Regions from separate parts of the Zea mays genome. Here region 1 is linked to region 2. The links are chromatin contacts, called in public Hi-C maps. All regions are on one chromosome and are shown on one strand. The core of a region is the stretch at or near the end of the contact, and the rest is flanking DNA. Distances in the headings are between cores, read along the strand shown.

Region 1 (2,746 bases), core at 227-2,726, 610 kb after region 2:
CTTAGAGTCGCCTTGAGCACGAATATACTTGAACCCTTTCTTGGCTGCATATGTTAGCCCTAGGATCAATGCACGATATTCAGCAGCATTGTTGGTTGCAATGCCCAGACCCTCACGTAGTTGAGCAATCTTCAGTAAAGATCATAACACGGTAACCAGCTAGGTATGATAACTCGGTATAAATAGAACACATCAGTTTAGTTACCAGTTGGCTACATACCACGGAACCATCTACCTGCCTTATTATTGCTCCAGCACCGGCTTTCCCTGGATTTCCTTTAGAGGCACCATCAAATTCAAGAATACAAGAGAGCTGCAAAAAAGGTCAAAACTGCTGATGAGCGCAGCTTCATGTATCATCACAGCACAGATAAATTAAAAATATACATGCTAGTAACAAACCAAACCATAACTACAGGAACAAGCCAAATAACAATACAGAGAGTGGGCATTGCATTATTTATACTCACATGACTATCAGGTAATGGTACCTGCTCATCAACTTTGGGATGCTTCTTTGATGGTCCGATTTCCTTGAGAAAATGATTTTTAGTGCGAGTTAATGAGATATATAAAGGTCACTTTTGAATGGAAATGAACCACAGTGACAAAGAAAACGCTACTCACAATCTCCTGTGATCTTTTCAGAGTAGACGATGCAGCTCCATCAGGTTGCTGAAACCATAAGTTGCACAATGAGCACACCATGAGATGTTAATGTTACGGCAAAAGTCAGGTAGTATAAAACTGAATTTCATGTCCAGAAATCACCAGCAACCTTATCGAACTCTAAATTACCTGAAGCAGCTGGAACTTACGAGCAGAGAGCATTGTTCGTGTTACCTGGAAAGGGCAGGGAACTAGATCGTCGAACAATTCATCTCGTGCATCTGTTGCATCAATGGCGTAGAGAGCGTTCCTTAACCCGCGCGCGGCGAGGTATTCCTCGGTGTCTTTACGCAGCGAGTAGCCTTTGAAGACGGTGACAGAAGGGTCGCGAACCTAGCAGCAGTAGCAGTAGGGGCATGGTCAGCCACAGCAAGAAAGCAAAGGAAGGAAAGTCACGGAACTCGAAGGCACATACCGAATTGCTGACTTGAGCTTGGCATTCGCTGAGGGTTTTGTAGATGCCGATGACGTCCCCCTTGCGGACGACGTAGAAGGGTTCACCGACTGAAGACGAGTCCATTGACGTCTTTGCGGCGGATCTCTTGGTGGAGCGCAGTGAGGAGGAGGAGGAGAAGCGCGTGCGCGGCTGTGGGAGTGGGAGTGGCGACGGCGGCGGCGGTACGGAAGGCCTGACAGCCCAGAAGAACGGGTAGTGCCTCCTCCACGCCGCTCTGGAAATCAGCAACCCACAGTGGAAAGAAGAGTAACTGCGAATCACCATTAGAGAGGCGGAGGAGAAGGGCAGAAGTCTGGCCAGGCTGGGACCGGAGGTGGGGCTTACCAACCGCCGCCGCGCAGGAGCAGGCAGGTGCTCCCTTCCCTTCCCAGTAGAGACGGGCAGACGGCGATATCGACGAAGATAGAATGGACCGGGCAGACTATTGGGATGGATTCTCTTCGAAGCCCACTAAGTGATGGGCCTTTTCTGTAAGAGAATGAATATCTAAAGCAAAGCCCATAAAATGAGACAATATTGGGTCAATGCTGATGTCGTGGCGTCTGGAGCTTACCAAAGCCCATGAAAGCTTTGACTTGGAGCTTTCCTGTTCATTTCCTTCTTGCCTTTCTTGGTCGCTCCTCAGTCTTCTGGACTGCACGGTACTTCTCGCGACGATTGATTTCGTCGTGGTCGTCGCTTTATGGCTACCTGCCTAGCTTGGTTGCTCCTCTCTCTTCTTATCAGGCTAGGTAAGTTCTCGTGCGTTACAACCAAATCGTATAATAACACGATAACTTATGTACATGTGTGTTATATGTATATGCTCGTCCGTTGCTACGGAGTTAATATTATAAAACAAAAATTTTTTGTATATTAATGTATTTTATCATAACAACACACGAGCATATACCTAGTTAGATTCTTATGTGGTGAGGTCACAACTATTTAATTCCATTATGCTCTATAGGTTGCATGTACACGAGATAGTTCACGGGCAACTACTGATAAAGTGGTTCCTAAAGAGCTTCGAGCTATATGACAGTAACATACTGATGAAGTGGTTTCTAATACAAGAGCATACTGATGAAGTGGTTCCTAATACAAGGACTGAAGAAGTGGTGAATGGAGGGCTGTGGGTGTCTCATCACAGATTGCTACGACAGAAGCTGGTAGTACTATTTCAGCAGGAGCAACATCGTCTCCATGCATTGTTAGATGTTTAGTTAAAAATCACCCCGAAGAAGAAAGTGTAATCTGGCCACTTAAATTGTAATATGTGAAGTGCAGTGTGTACCGGTATGTGAACTTGTTTGAAACTATAATTTGTGAAATGAACTACTGTTCTCTAGTGAAAATAGTCTAGAATTCATTCAGTGATCTCAAGCACTGCTTTCTAGTGAAAATACTCCTCTATTTCCCTTGTAATCTATGAACTGCAGTTATTTCAGATTTCGGTAAAATAGTCACTTAAATCTGCAGTTATTTCGTATTTCTATGAAAATAGTCACTTGAATCTGCAGTTATTTCAGATTTCTATGAAACTGAACAATATTTATTTCTAAGAAACTATACAATAGTTCAAGACAAACTCAACAATATTTCCTGAGAAACAGAAAAATAGTTCATGAGAGATTGAAC
Region 2 (2,794 bases), core at 156-2,655:
GGGCGTTTCATTATCATCTTCGCCTCTGTCATCGTGAATAGCAGAAACATATTGTTGCCGATCGTGCTCCGAGTGCGCATGTGCTGCTTGGTTGCCCTGATAAAAAATATCGATAATGAACAGCAGTAAGGAGTTAATGGAGAAGAAAGGAAGGTATAACCTGTTGTAAGCGAGGTAGATAGGAGAATGATGACCTGTTGGGAGGGAGGGGTTTGTTTGTTGTCTTGCCTATCGAGGATGGCATCAGCGAGGGCACGATAGCACTCATCCTCAATGGGCTCCCAGTTGTTGTTGAAGATGTTGAGGAGTTCCTTGAGTACTGGGGTGGCCTGCTTCTTAGAGAAACCAAGCAGCTTCATGGCGTTCAATGCCTTCTTGGCCCTTTCCTTGTTGCTGCTCATGTTGGTGTTGATGGAAGAAATGGCGAACAGCTATGGTGGCGGTTGCTCCCTGTCCTACTGCAGCCTGTGGCGAGCGCCATGGGCAAGAAAATGGTCAAACACTTTATAACTGGGCAAAATAAACTACTCAAGTTGCACAAAATGCATGCAACCGAATACTATACAGTACTAGTACTGTTTGTTATGAGCAGTAGCCGATGCAAGCAAAACCCATGAAAGTAAGAGAAAATAAGGCGTGACCAAACGAAGGTACCAATCCCCAAGGTTGGGTCGTTAATTTTTTTTCCCCCGCCAGAATCGTCAGAACAGATCAGATCGCACCAAAAAAAAAACAAGACGAAATACAAAATAGAAAAAGATACGACGGTACTAAAAATGAGAGCCATTTTTTTGTGTGCCTCGAAGGAAGACACAAAATCCCTAATGCCTGAACTGAATGGTGGCTTAGGTTTTCCAGAGCCCAATGCATGAACTAAAATGGTAGCTTAGGTTTACGAGAATCGTTGAAAACATTAGAACGCACCCGCACCTTAAAAAATGGTCAGTCTTTTTTTCCCTGTTAAGAACCAGTATAAGAAAGATGCTTAAATGAAATGAAAGGTGACCTCAAGTGCTACAACAGGAAAATCCGCAGTGGATCCACCACATACGATGCGTGAGAAGGGAGATGAATGAATAGTGACGGAGGAAGGGAGGAGGGGAGGAGAACAGGAAGGAAAAGAGACACACCTGTACTTCAACGGACTCCAGTGGACGAGGAACGGACTGGAATGGGAAGGATTAACTGCAATCAGGGGAGGCATTCATTCCCCGCTCCATCCTACAGTTGTATGCGTGATTCGCTCGCCAATCTCACAGATTGATGATTGTCTATACTAGGAAGGGGGAAGAGGAAAGGCGGAAGAGGCGAGGAGGACTTGGGGTTTTCTCTCTTCCTCTGGCGTCTGCTGGGGTTTCTCTCTTCTTCCCAGGTCCCCCCAACCAACAACAAAGGAAGGCAACAAGGCGCGGCGAGCGGATGGGTCACTGACCTGTTGTTCGACCTGGGCGATCAAATGGGAAAGGCGAGGCCATGCCATCATGATTTGGGCCGACCCAGCGACCATCATTCCTTCTGAACTGGGCCAAGAGGCCCAAATGAAGCGCAACGCAGCCAAGAAAGGTCCATGTTTGACGTATCGCAAGTATTAAGGTGTCGTTCATGAAATATAACGTAATTGACAATGATAATAATTTATATTTGATTATTAGCGGTAATAAGTTTGAATTGCACGATATCAATTTCTAGTATGATATATAATTACGGTTAGATTTAAATAAACATATTTCAAGGTTATTGTTCACGTTACAAATATGTGAACCAAACAACACCTAAGTAAAAAGAAATCTCAGCCCTATCATCGTGACACCGAGTTCCTTCATTCCCTTAATCCCTTTAGCCTCCCCACTAAACCTTAGCTCCCTCTCTCTCTTTCTAGGATGTCGCAATCTTCAGCTCTCAGGTGTGGCGACGACGGTGGGGACTGGGGACGGCATCCTGGTCGCCCTCTCCCAGTCGGAGGTTGTGGCGCAGTAGTGCAATGCGAAGAAGCTTATGTGTAGCACAGGGAAGGCGGCGTGGATTGCGGGGTCAACCTTTTTCTGGTGCTGGGACTGCCGCTCATCATCGAGATGGACCAGGAGCAGCAGCTCAATGACCTAGAGCTGCAGCAGCAAACGCTCCTAGGCGAGCCACTGTTGCCGCCAGCCAAGTAGATATATCAATCTTTTTGTTCCTATAGGCAAAATTGCTAGGTTTCTATTTCTACCAAGCTCATCATCCGAGAGGAGTTTTAAAAGGAGGGGCTTATCGAGTCGACCTGTTGTTGGTCAGCCGTAATTCAAGGTTCGTATTTCATGCAACACTAGTTTAGCTTCCTTCCCAAGAATTGAAACAGATCGATTAGATAAGTCATTCTCTGTCGTTGTTGCCACCTTATGTAATCCTCTATCTATGTTTGCACGCTAATTGTGTGTGATTTTAATAAATCTGCTTCTTGCTCTTATTCGGTCTGGATCATCTTGGATGATGAACGCCAAACATTTTGCATTGGGTGTATTGTGATCCTAAGCGCCCTATGCGAAGCTCCTCTTGATGGCATTGTTGTTTTGGCAACTGATGGATCATTGATGAAGCTGACATGTCATTCAAAAGCTCTTCTACGGTGATGAAACCTATTATCAAAAGCAGGGGTGTTTGGTCTGTTTGCAGCGGTTCGCGGGCGTGGACGCGAAAAACACCTGACGCAGAGGGACATTCTAGCAGCCCCCCAAAAGAGGGGGAGAAGAGAGGGCGTGATGCCCCATTTTCGCAACCGCGGCCGGTATCCGCTAGATGACGCTGTTAGAAATAT

What was found. A called contact is a pair of places that touch in the nucleus more often than the background predicts.
Region 1: a contact with region 2 is called in a Hi-C map of tassel, with 4 times the contacts expected there. The contact joins the promoter of LOC100274104 here to the promoter of LOC100280021 in region 2. A contact is called at or near these places in 2 of 25 Hi-C or Micro-C datasets (ear and tassel).

Annotation. Positions count from the first base shown.
Region 1 is chr4:51,386,690-51,389,435 of Zm-B73-REFERENCE-NAM-5.0, forward strand. It overlaps LOC100274104 (putative rnase H family protein), which reads right to left and starts at 1,477. Exons shown (of 9, transcript NM_001360534.1): 1 at 1,085-1,477; 2 at 844-1,002; 3 at 628-675; 4 at 471-533; 5 at 221-313; 6 at 1-129. The coding sequence starts at 1,390.
Region 2 is chr4:50,772,942-50,775,735 of Zm-B73-REFERENCE-NAM-5.0, forward strand. It overlaps LOC100280021 (putative SET-domain containing protein family), which reads right to left and starts at 1,406. Exons shown (of 9, transcript NM_001152966.1): 1 at 1,131-1,406; 2 at 195-465; 3 at 1-96. The coding sequence starts at 401.